2 separate regions of the Mus musculus genome follow, and region 2 is linked to region 1. Evidence: chromatin contacts called from public HiChIP or PLAC-seq data. All regions are on one chromosome and are shown on one strand. The core of a region is the stretch at or near the end of the contact, and the rest is flanking DNA. Distances in the headings are between cores, read along the strand shown. Region 1 overlaps Creb3l1 (cAMP responsive element binding protein 3-like 1). Region 2 has its middle 24 kb from the start of Slc35c1.

Region 1 (6,201 bases), core at 2,050-4,549:
GAGCTTCCATGAGGTTCTCCTGTCTCTTTCTCCCATCTTGGCTGAGACTACAGATGTATAACACTCTATCAAATTGTTTTTTGTTTTTTAAATTTTCAGTTTGATTCCGGGCATTGTATTTGAGTTATCCAGTCCAGATTTGGTGACTAGCTGGACAAATGTCTCCAGACAGAAAGGCTTTCTCACCAGGCACCCTCTCATGCCTCCCCCCCCCCAAATACAAGCTAAAGCTCCCCATCTCCTCATTCCCAGGCCCTCACAAAGGACACACAGAGTCAAGGTTGATGCTGAATCTTTTTTTTTTTTTTAATTTTGCCTTCTTAAAGCATGTGCTGAGCTGGTGGAGGAGCAGTTTGGCAAATTAAAAAGGCCCAGCAGCTTGGGCAGCGGCAGGGAGAGGCCTGGTGAGGGTGGGGTGTCCCTCTTCCCCAGGCCAAGGGGTAGCAAAGCCCGCACTAACTTCATAAAATACAAAATAAGGGAGAGGTGACGGGAGGGAGATTTGTAAAATACAATATCTTAGGGGATTGACAATAATAAAAAATAAGGTTCATTATTTACAAACGATTTCTGTTCTTGGTCTCTGTACAGTAGGAGATGGGGGTGTGTGTTTGTGTGTGTATGTCTGCTTGTGTGTTTGTGTATGAGGGGGCCAGGAACAGTGGTTGCGTTGGTCACTATGGGAAGGAAACGGGTAGCCCAGTGAGTGGTTTATCGGAGGAGGACGGATAGTGGTAGGAGGGAAAGGTGGGAACGGAGTGGTCAGCCCAGGGGAGCAGTCCAAGTGTCTGGGGACATAGAGCGTCCCCAGCTACTACAGGGACCCGGGGGGCAGGGGTATGAGCTGGATCTGGGTCATCGAGCAAGAGAACGCCTCTTCTGGGTGCCAGGGTGTCCGTCCTGTGTCCTGGGTCTTGGAGTGGCCTAGGAGAGTTTGATGGTGGTGTTGGGGCCCAGATCCCTGGGGAGAGAAGAAGATCCAGGGATGAATCTGCCCTGGGGTACCCGTCATTCAACTGTGAGCCAGGACTTGACCAGGGCCCCCTCCCCCTGGGAAGATGTGGCTGAGGGAGGCACAGCCTGGGACCCTGGGAAGGGAAGGCTGTCCCTCTGCTCACCTGTCATGGAACCACTCCTTGGGGTGGGAGAAGTTGGGGCTGGTGCCGTTGTCATCAGTGTCCTCTGGCCAGGTCTCTCTCAAGTACTTGGTGGTCTCATGGATGCTGTCTGCACGGTCATGTCGGAGGTGGTCCTGGGGCCTCTGCTCTGCTGGACCCCCGGGTTTGAGCTCCCAGCCTTCTGGGGGCTCCACAGGCAGTAGAGCACCTCGGCCATCTTCCCATGAGCCTGCCCCATCATCGTAGAACAGTAGGCTTCGGGAAGGCACTGTGGAGAAAACCAGGGTGAGCCACGGAGGCCCCTCAGGTATGTGCCCTCTGCCGGATCTGCTTCATTCACTTGCCGGGCATGAAGAGTACAGCCTCTGACATCTTACAGGCTTGACTCCTCCTCCTAGCCCTGAGGATCCCTGGCTATGTGATTTTAGGCTAGTCACACACTCTGCTCTGATTTTGCTGGGCATCAGTTTGTTGATCTGTAAAATGGGGATAGTATAACCAACCTCACGGAGATTCAAGGATTCAATGAGTAAACGCAGTATAACAATTGAAGCTGTGCTGCTTTTTGTTTTTGTTTTTGTTTTTGTTTTTTTGCTTTTCGAGACAGGGTTTCTCTGTGTAGCCCTGGCTGTCCTGGAACTCACTCTGTAGACCAGGCTGGCCTCAAACTCAGAAATCTGCCTGCCTTTGCCTCCTAAGTGCTGGAATTAAAGGCGTGCGCCACCACGCCCCGCTCGGAGCTCACAAAAATGTAGCACTTCTGAGCAAGACAATAATGGTTTGCTTACTGGGAACTGGGACTTTTCCCTCCTTATATTAAGGACTGAACCCAGAACTTCGTAATAGCTAGGTCAAGACTCTCTCTCTCTCTCTCTCTCTCTCTCTCTCTCTCTCTCTCTCTCTCTCTCTCTCTCTCTCGTTTATATTGAGACGGGGGGGGGTCTCACTAAGTTGCTCAGGCAGGCCATTAATTAATTTTGTAGCCCGTGTAAGCCTTACACCTACGCTCTTTAGGCCTTGACCTAAGAAGCTAGGATCACACTGACAGGACCTGCTGAGAGCTGGGTTCGAATCCTCCCGTGCCACTTACTTCCTGGGAGAATTAAGGAAACCCTTTTCTTTTCTCTTCTAGGCTAGTTCCTCTGGGAAGTCAAGGGGAGAGAAAAAAAAAAAAGAATGTTTGTTGGACACCCGTGCCAGGCTTTATATAAAGCCCTTAGCTTAAAGCCAATTAAATCTCACACGAAGCCCTGGGAATGAGGTGCTTTAAGCCCCGCTTCCCAGAGCTCATCATCAAGGGTCCCCGTAAATTGGCTTCCTGGCTCCAGTCTGCTGCCTGCCTCCCAGCTTCCCCTGCAGGGTTTAATCTATGAGAATCTATGGAAAAGGCGGCCCCTGGCATTGTGTGAAGCTGCAGTCCGGAAACCAGCCCGCTCAACAAGCCACCTCCTTCCTCAGACGTGCCCTCTGCCCTGCCCTGTGCTTCACTCCCTCCAGAGGCTCATTCATGTCCTCCCTCCCCCTCCCTGGGGTTTGTACTTTAGCACAGCCCCTCCTCTTCTGTGTCTGCTTCCTCTCCTCTGTCCTTGATAGCCTTGGCCCGCCCCGCCCCGCCCCCGCGCCAGCCCCACCCCACCGCTCCATCGCAGCCCCTCTCCTCTCAGTTCTCCTCCCAGCTCCCAGCTCCTGTCCTCCCTTCTAGCCTCTCAGCCTTGCTCACCGCCCCCACCCCCACCCCCGCAGTACCCCTCCTCTCCATACACTCCCTGCTCTCCCCTCTCTCTGACCTCTCATCTGTTTCCTCTTTCTCTTCAGCCACGTAAGATTCATGTCCCTGGCATATGAAGGATGGCCTAGAAGTTCTTCCATGGGTCTACCGGAAGTGGCCTCTACCTCTGAAAGCCATGCTAATCTTTGCTGTTCCCTATACTCTTGCTGTTCGTGGCCTGTCTTTCCCCTCATGTCAGGAGCTATTCCAGAAGGCAAGGTATATGCTCACTGTAAGGATGGCAGTTTCTGGAGTCTAGAAATCAACATGAAGCCAAGATGTGCACCCTGGCTCACACAACTAGCAAATGCAGAGCCGGCTGTGACTGATTCTGAAATGAACCACACCGCACTCCATTGGGGTGGCACCCACATCACAACTACCATGCTCCCCAGGGGTAGGCACTCCCAGCAGAGTCCTGACACCTGCTGCAGGTCCCCTGTGCCTCAGCGGCTTTCTTAACACTGTCACATCAGAAATGACTGAAGACTGACACTCACTTGCTGTCCCTAGAACACTCTGCCGCCCACTAAGTCTGCCCTCTCCACATCGCTGCGCCAAAGGATCTCAGAGAGGCAAAGAATCTGGTCCTCAGGCTGGAGAGATGGCTCAGCAGGTAAGAGCACTGACTGCTCTTCCAGAGGTCCTGAGTTCAATTCCCAGCATCCACACGGTGGCTCACAACCATCTGTAATGGGATCTGATACCCTTTTCTGGTGTGGCTGAAGACAGCTACAGTGTACTTACATATAATAATAAATAAATCTTTAAAAAAAGAGTATAGAATGAGATAATGCCAACCCAAATCTCTTATAAATATTTATTTTTAATTTTTTTAATGTGTATGAATGCTTTGCCTGCCATTGTGTCTGTGTACTACCTGGGTGCTTGGTGCCTTCGGTGACAAGAATTTGGCATCTCATCCCCTGGAACTGGAGTTGCAGGTGGCTGTGAGCCACCATATGGGTGGTTAGGCACCAAACATGGGTCCTCTAAAAGAGCAGCCAGTACCAAGCCATCTATCTCTCCAGCACTCCAGACTTTTTGGAGACAGGGTCTCACTAATGTATCCCTGGCTGGTCTGGAACTCCTCATGTAGACTGGGCTGGTCTTGAACTCATAGATCCACCTGCCTCTGCCTCCAGAGTGCTGGGATTAAAGGTGTGAGTGCAGCTGATATGGCTTCTCTCTAGTAACTGGCTAACACCCAGAGTTTGGAGGTACTTACTCTGACTGGCTGCATAGACACTGTCAGCTGCGATAGGGTCTTCTTTCACAGTCATTGAGCCGGAAGAGAATGCAGGAAGGCAGGGCACAAGGGAGCCCAGCACCAGAACGAAGCACAAGGCTGCCACCTAGTAGTAGACAGAGCAGTCTATTATTAGTCGGATCTGGGGCAGGGCAGGCCTACAAGACTGGCCACTCCCAACTCTCCTCACCCTAAAGCATTGGACGCAAAAGGCTCAGTTTCCCCCAAATGCCTCCCCAGAGCTGGCTGCTCTCTTGGAAGCAGACACAGGCTGTTCAAGTCACCTTTAATCCAATCTAGTGACATGAAAGGGACCAGAGACCAGAGGGCGGGGTTCTGTGTGGTTTCACCTATAGAGAAATCAGGAAAGGAAGAAAGGGGAAGGGGGGAAGGGGAAGGGAGGGTTGCAACTGTGACCAGGGAGAAGGACACATAGCCACATCACCTTCGCAGCCTGAGCCTGAGAAGGAGCCAAGGGCCCCGGGGAGCTCCAGCGAGGCCCTGCCCTTAGAATGTCAGAGGCAACATGTGCTTACCAGGGAGGACAGACTAATGGAAGAGAGCCACTCAGAGGCTGAGCCTGACCTAGGTGTCCCCTCTAGCCTTGGGGACCCTGAGGGGGGCTCCTTTATTTTCTCCCTATCACCCATCCCAAGAAGAATCACACTCCTTGAATCTATAGAAGCCACTTTTCCAAGGACCTGCCTTTCACTAGATTTAGCAGCATCAACCTCACATCTATTAGAACTGGCCTGGACAGGTCACTGGTCCCCTCAGACTCTGCTCACTGTCCTGGAGAGCTAGCCTCAAGAAGAGCTTCCCCCTGCTGCCTTATGCTAAGGAGTAGCACCTACCATGAGGCAGGTGCCGGTCTGCGTGGCTGCCATCTTGTACGGTCTGGAGATCTTGCTGGTGACCAGAGTCTGGAGTTTCTGCAGCTGCTGGAGCAGGGTCCTGAGGAAGGCACAGAAGTCACCATGGGGACTCAGGTACAGCAGCCATGTCTGCATCCTGGCCTCTCCTGAGGAGCCCTGGCTGGCTCCTGACTGGGCCTCTATGCTTTGGTGCCCATTGTAGTCAAGATATAAAAGGTCACCTCCTGGTAGGCTTTCTGCAGCCTGGCTTGGGTCTCGGGGACCTGACTCATGGTGGGAAGCTGGGTCATCCTGTAGAAGCTTAGGGGTGCCTAACTCTTGCTCCTGACTTCTCAGGAGAGGATGGATTTCCTTTTCTTATGCAGCACCAGTCACAGAGATATTGACTCTCCTCCCTTGCACCCCACAGCACCCTGATTCCACAAGAAAGACACTTGACATAGTGTGTAGTGCAGTCAGTAAATGGGCCATTGTTTATGTTCATTTATTGCTGTTTTACCATTATCACAGCACCTGTAGCACATTAGCTTTATTTGGGGAGTTCCATTGTTGTCTCAGTTGCTAACTGAGGGCAAGAACTAGGTGCTGCCCAGCACAGAATCCTGGTTAATACTGCACTTCTCCACCCAGCAGTGTTCATGCAGTTCCTGAAGTGGACAGCAGGTGGCGCAATAGTCTTAAAACAGATTTTTAAGGGCAGAGGTAGCGAGGTGAAGTTTGAAGGCTCCGCCCCTACCCCATTCCTGCCTGAGAAGCTGGGTCTGAGAAAGGAAAGGAGAAAATATGTAGCAAGTTCTCCTGAGGCCTGGGAAACAGAAGGATGCCCAAGTACATAGGAAGTTCATGACTGAGCTACAAAACAGAAAAACCCTGATTTCAAAAATTGAGCACTCAGGTTAGGCTAGGTGGTGCACGCCTGGAAGAAGCCTTGCACTGGGCCAGGCAGCCAGAGGGGAAGGAGGATCAGGAGTCCAAGGACAGCTTCAAGGGCATCATGAGTTTGTGGTCAACCTGGCTACACAAGAACATGTTTCAAAAAGTGACAGGGGTGGTTAAATGGCTCAGCACATACAAGTACTTGCCAGCAAGCCTAATAACCCCAGTCCCGTCCCTGGTACCTATGGGTGGAAGGAGAGAATTGACTACTATAATTTGCCATCTAACCTGCACAGGTAACAGCATGGTGTGCAC
Region 2 (6,201 bases), core at 2,737-5,236, 500 kb after region 1:
AAGCCTCGGGGCTCTCGTGTATATGTGGTTAAAGAGAAGACCCAGAGGTGGCAGGTGACCCAGAAGATAACTGGGCATAGTGGGAGCTGACACACGTCATCCACCCCTAGATAGAGCAATTGTCTCCAGCACCTGTGACCATAACCCAGGTTGGGGGTACTTGGGGCCCTTCAGAGGTGGCCAGTTTCCCCGGAGAGATCATATATTTGGCTTGCACTAGTACCTGAGTATCACCTCAGCCTAAGCTGTGTAGGAGACTGGGACGTCTCTAAGGCTCTCTGTAGAGTTCCCCTCCTAGCCCAGAAGGACTTCCTAGAGGAAGGTTTTGCCTGTGTTCTGAATCTGGGATGAGTAATTTCAAGCTCTTGGACCCTTATTCAGGGGACTGCAAAGCCGCAGGGGAGTGATTAAAAGCAAAGTCACCGTACAGATGAGAAAGAATCAAACCATCAAGATTGACCACCGGCTACATGAGTGAGGGCATTCAGGGGCCACAGCGACTGTCTGGGGTTTCTGTTTATGGGGTGCAAGAGAAGAAGGAGTTTGGCTATTTCCTACAATGCATGTAAATTTAAGCACATGCTCATTCATTGTGCTTAGGCATAGTCTGTACATAAAGAGTTCTTAGAAGTTCACATGGGGACAGAGTCTTCCATCTTTTAAAAAAATTTATTTATTTTATGTGACTGTATTGTGGCTGTCTTCAGACCCTTGTCAGATCATCATACGAAGTCATACAGATGTGTACATTTCCTCGAGGAGAAACTTCTATAGGATTTTTAGCTGATTTCATTTTAACTGTTTACAATTGTATTTCGTATGTGTGAATGTTTTGTCTGCATGTGCATCTGTACACAGCTAGTGTATGCCCTTGGAAGCCAGAAGAGGGTGTAGAATCCCCTGGGTCTGGAGTTAAACATTGTTATGATCCACCACGGGGCTGCGGGGAATTGAACCTGGGTCCTCTGCAAGAGCATCAAGTGCTCTCAAACAATGAACCATCTCTCCAGTCCTCAATAGGTGTTTTTCAACACCTCCCAGAAGCAGACCTCCCACGGTGGGTAACCCTTCCTTTTCTCTGTTTTCCCACCCAAAGCCCCTGCTCCTTGTTGCTGGACCCGCGCTGAGTGAAAAATGGTTGATTCTTCAGGTCAAGGATGGACACTAGCTCAAGGGTCCCGGGGACCATGAGGAGGGGGCTGGCAAGGGAGAGCCTTTAGGACAGTCCTTTCCCAAAGGACTTCCAAACTGGACCGAACAAGCAGCTGGGAAATCTGTGTCAATGGCTCCTGCCTTGCTCTCTAGCCTCTACCTTCCCAATCAGGAACCGGGTGCTGGGAACTCAGAGGGGGGAGGGGGAGGGGAGAGAGAGAGAGGAGAAGAGGAAGGGGGAGAGGGGGAGAGAGAAGGAGAGAGGGAGGGAGGGAGGGAGAGAGAGAGAGAGAGAGAGAGAGAGAGAGAGAGAGAGAGAGAGAGAGAGAGAGAGAGAGGTGCCTCCATCCTTGTCTTCCACAGGAGACAGGAACATAAAGAGGCTCTTAAAAATTGGCAGAGATTAGAGGGTAGGAAGGGTGAGGTGGGCCCCAGGCCAGTTAGCCTGGGCTTCCTTGAGTCTGAGCTAGCCTGCCTGATTCTTTCTCCTGTTCCATTGTCTTCTCTTGGTGTTTGGAGGCTGGGAGAGAACTGCTGTGCTCTAGTGCAGCCCCTGGTGCAGAGGACTGTAACTGAGGGCTGGGTCATCTTACAAATCTCTTCCATTAACTTTTTTTTTTTTCTTTTCCTAGATGCCTGCTCTCTGTCCTCAGAGTTGATTTTATAGTACAGACACTAGACCTCTCACCCTGAGAGGCAGCCTGACTGTAAACACATACCACAAACTACCTATCAATCATGCATTGCATAATCACCATCCGTCTTCAGTGTAGAAGGGGCCCTTGTGTGAAGTGCCTAATCTTTCTTCAGAGTGCTCTGTCTACAGCATCAGCAACTTTTTTGATGACCCTCTTACCCAAAGGACAATCTGCCTCAGTGTCCCTCTTGAATCTCAAACCTGAAACCTTTCAGATCAGTGTGGAAGCCCAGGCATAGAGAAGGGTCGCAGTAATGAGGAGGGGCACCAGACCACAGCAGACTTGAGGCTGATGAGAGAAAAGAGAACAAGAGTGTGTGGAGTCACAGATGTATCTAGGCAGGGCCTGAGAGCTCTGAGCAGCAGAGGGGAAATAGAGGGGTTCATGACAGAACAGACACAAGAAGGGGAGACAAAGAAACATATTGGAGGACTAGGAGGGGTGAGAGCCCCAAGTTCAGACATCCGGGGCAGTCAAAGTTGAAACAGCAAGAGAATCTAAGGCATCCCATTTTTCAGATGGGAACGTTGAGGTCTGGTAATCTGGGGATTTAGAGCTCTGAGGAGAGCTGGGATCTTGAAAGGAAGTAAAGCCCCTTTTCTTCCAGGCAGCAAGTCCCAGCTCTGGCCACGACCTTTGCCCTAGCTGATGCTATTTACTAGTGAGGGACTGGACAAGTGGGACACCCGAGTGTCCCTGGTTCTGTGTCAACTAGACACAAGCTAGAGTCATCAAAGAGGGAGGAGCCTCAGTTGAGAAAATGCCTCCATGAGATCCAGCTATAAGGCATTTATTTTCTCAATTAGTGATCAAGAGGGCGAGGGCCCAACCCATTGTGGGTGGTGCCATCCCTGGACTGGTGGTCCTGGGTTCTACAAGAGAGCAGGCTGAGCAAGCCAGGGGAAGCAAACCAGTAAGCAGCACTCTTCTGTGGTGTCTACATCCACTCCTGATGTCAGGATCCCGTCCTGTTTCAGTTCCTGTCCTGACTTCCTTTGGTAATGAACAGAAATGTGGAAGTGTGAACTGAATAAACCCTTTTTTCCCCAAGTTGGTCGTGGTGTTTTGAAATCCTGATTAAGACAATCCCCAACCTCCTATACTCACTAAGTGCTCCTGCATCTTTTCCGCGGTGTTGGGAAGGGGGCAGCTGGGAGGAGCAGGCTAATTGGGGCAGCTGAGAGTGAAGAGGCCCCTGGAGCTGGTCCATCTCCCCTTCAGGCAGACCCAGTTCAGAGGTGAGAAGTCAGAGCCGGGCTCCTGCCCTCCCTTAGGAGGGCTATTCTTGTGATTCGTTTGCTTTATTCTGGGGAGCAGATGATACTGTTCTCCCCATTCTAAAGAGGGAGGGAGAAACTGAGGTGCAGGGAGACAGAGTCTGCAGAGAGGTTTGTTCAAGGTTATATGCAAGCAAAACCAGTTGGTTCAAAGTTTGGCTTGGCTGCCTGTCCCTTTTCTTCCCTAGAGTGCCCTGTTTTGGGGCTAGCCTGGGAAGGTTAGAGGGCCAAGCCCCAGAGGCTGGGCTGAGGAGCCCCTCTTGGCAGTGTAGGAACGTAGATAACCCTACACATACTTCAAACTCAGACTGTCTCTCTTCCTATGGTCTCTTTCTATCCTCCCCCACCCAACACGAACCAAAAGCCCCTTCCGGCCCCTCAGGTGGGATGGGTGGCCCCCCTTCTTCAGCGTGCAGCATCACCAGTTGTCCTGACAGCTGGGCCAACCAAATTATATGCAGGGGACACAGTCACAGCCAACTCTCACACGGCCTGGCATTGGCTGGAATTTGCTAAGTTAGTCTTCTTTATCCCACCTCCTCTGGTGGTGGTGGTGGTGGTGGTGGTGGTGGTGGTGGTGGTGGTGATGGTGGTGAGGGCAGAACCAGGGAAACGCAGTAGGGTGAGACCTGTCTGAAACCGAAACTATGTGGCTTTGTGTAATTTGCTTGAGTGAAGTTGATCACAAAGCAATAGTCTCTGTAAAAACCAAACAAACAAAACCACCAGAACAGCCTCCCAAGCGTTGCCCAAGTTCCGTGAGTTGGAGGCGCCAAGTGGGTTACTAAATGGGGACTGCAAACCCGCCATAGGCAAAGCGGCAGCGCATGCGCTCTCTTTTACGCGCGTCGCAGTTTGTAAATTCTGTGAGCGAATCCTGCCCCAGCTTACCACTGCCCACATTCACAGCCACCGACATGGGAATCTCTTATCTGTGTCTTGTAACGTTGTCATCTGAGCGCTCTATAAGTGATGAAATGGTGGCCCGAAAAACCAATAACTCTGGAAAGAAAGATGCGACTTGACCCTATGAAGACGGCCCGCCCTAATTTCCTGCAGATCCTCAGTGAAATATTTAGTGACAATGTCGAGGGGAAAAAGAAATGGCAGTCTTACAGAAGAAAGATACCACTCCAGGGACCGGTTTATGCGGCCGCGGTTTTGCACAAGGTGCAGCTGCCCTGTGCCTGGAAGGTGGAGGGTGGAGGAGCGAGTTCTCAGGTCCTTTAGGACAGGCAATTAAATTTTTTATTTTTTATTTCTTCGTATGCCTCGTGTTTGTGTGTGCTTGTAGAGGCTATAAGAGGGTGTCGGATGCCCTGGAGCTGGAGTTCCAGATCGTCGTCGTGAGTAGCTCGACGGAAATGTTGAGGGCCGGATTTGGATCTTTTGCAAGAACAGCAAGCTTTCTTAACGGCTGGGCCATCTCTTCAGTCCCAGGCCAGACAATTTTATCTTTGTATGATGCTGGGTCTTAGAGTTTCATCAGTAAAATAGAGTCAGACTGGCTTGGCCCCTGCAGGGTTTTATGTAAAGACAGACACCGTATTTATTAAGTCGGCCCCAAGGGGTCTTCTGACATTAAGCTTATTTTTCTCAGGGGCTTGCAATTCAGACTTAGGTGAGATGATCATTGGGAGACAAGGTCCCACCTTCTCCACCACTTTCTACAGAGCCTCGGGGCTAGTGGTGGACCCATGTAGATAGAGGGGATGAAAAGATTACGCTTGGACACTAAAAAAAGCAGGTGTCATGGGCCCAGCGCCACTGGAGGGCAGCACCAGCACAGAGCTAAAGCCGCCGCCGGCTGGGCAGAGCGGGAGAGATTGCCTGGGCTTTGGGATCCACCAGATATCATGCGCGTCCTCGCCTTTCAGGGACGAGGACACTCAGGTCTTACTTCCATTAAAAGTGCGCCGTCCAGGAGAAGACTAAATCAACATACAAAACAAATTTCCCAAGCAATGTGACGGTTTCATGTCACAAGAAGTATCAGCAGAGAGGGTCAGGGAGGCCTTGTTGGGTGTATATGTGTACCTGTGCATGTGTGTGCATGTTAATTTGCACACATGTGTGCTTCTGTGTGTGTACCTGTGCTTATGTGTGTGTGCCTCTGTGTGTGTGTGTGTGTCGCTGCTGAAATGAGACCTGCATTAGGAAAGCAGCCAGTGATCTGAATATATAGACACTTGTAGATGTTAAGTGGGTTTGCACAGAAACTGGGGAGGAACTGAGGAAACAGAGGGATAGAGAAGCTACGTAATCTACTTGTGGCCACAGAGTCAGTAACTGAGGGATCGTCTGAAAAACCCGAAAACTCACTTTTCATAACTTTGGCTTCCCTTGTCTTTAAGCTCCAAACAGGATGGTGACTACAGATTTTCCCGACTCCCTGTTTCAGACCATAATTCGCTGTAAGAAATAGGGCAGGGATCACTGGGTGGGAGCTAGAACACTCGCCCTCCCCTCCGCAGCCGCGTTTTCTCTCTTTTGACAACCAAGTCCTGGCTCCGTTTTGAATAGCAATGCATTAGGGTCCGGGGACTACTAGAGTGGGAGCGCCGTCTTGTGGACAGTTGTGGAACCACAGGCTCAACTACAAAGGGTCTGGTGGGGCTGAGCCTGGAGGCTAGGGGATTGATTCTAAGGTGTCACCAGTGAGCATGCATGTGTGTGCCTTGTTTTCATTAACAGTACGGGTCAAAGTTCACTTAAATCCACATTCAGAAGTTGATTCTCCTTTCTATGCATCCAGATACCTGCAAACTTCTGTCTCCCAAAGGGGGTTAAACACGACTGTGCCATGGTCACCCAAGGACAGAGACCTGCGAAGTGTCCCCTGAGGGTGCAGATGGTCACTAAGACATGGAGCTGTCCACAGCAAACTCCGAATCCCCTTTCATACTGCCCTCTGGTCCAATTCACAGGCTGGCCATGACTTACTATCCCTGTCCCTCCCAGCTGAGGACACAGAGGCTCAGACAGGAGCCCCTGGAGACCCAGTGAGGCAACACACAGACTATTTTCCTAACAACTGAAGGCAGGGAGGACTTGTTTCTCTCTCTAAAAGGGGA

The links. HiChIP or PLAC-seq counts read pairs in DNA pulled down with a chosen protein or histone mark.
Region 2: a RAD21 HiChIP or PLAC-seq map of pro-B cells shows a contact between it and region 1, with 4 times the contacts expected there. The contact joins two enhancer-like sites. A contact is called at or near these places in 6 of 39 promoter capture datasets (frontonasal cranial neural crest, hematopoietic stem and progenitor cells, hippocampal neurons and 3 more), 2 of 15 datasets of contacts at CTCF or cohesin (large pre-B cells and pro-B cells), 17 of 484 Hi-C or Micro-C datasets (B cells, the Ba/F3 cell line, CD4 T cells and 8 more), 9 of 115 datasets of contacts at active chromatin or transcription factors (the 230-238 cell line, Th17 cells, bone marrow-derived macrophages and 2 more) and 1 of 9 other capture datasets (embryonic stem cells).

Annotation. Positions count from the first base shown.
Region 1 is chr2:91,982,047-91,988,247 of GRCm38.p6, forward strand. Creb3l1 (cAMP responsive element binding protein 3-like 1) reads right to left here. Exons shown (of 12, transcript NM_011957.2): 9 at 4,990-5,089; 10 at 4,115-4,241; 11 at 1,119-1,386; 12 at 282-961. The coding sequence ends at 925. Among named protein-coding and RNA genes, the nearest start is that of Dgkz, 35 kb to the left of the region's middle. Within about 2 kb of position 3,300, at least 229 of the 459 cell types and tissues checked have an H3K27ac peak or open chromatin away from gene starts, as enhancers often do. A contact at or near this core is called in B cells, bone marrow-derived macrophages, hematopoietic stem and progenitor cells and 3 more, where this site is marked.
Region 2 is chr2:92,480,910-92,487,110 of GRCm38.p6, forward strand. No RefSeq gene overlaps it. Among named protein-coding and RNA genes, the nearest start is that of Slc35c1, 24 kb to the left of the region's middle. Within about 2 kb of position 3,987, at least 75 of the 459 cell types and tissues checked have an H3K27ac peak or open chromatin away from gene starts, as enhancers often do. A contact at or near this core is called in B cells, bone marrow-derived macrophages, hematopoietic stem and progenitor cells and 3 more, where this site is marked.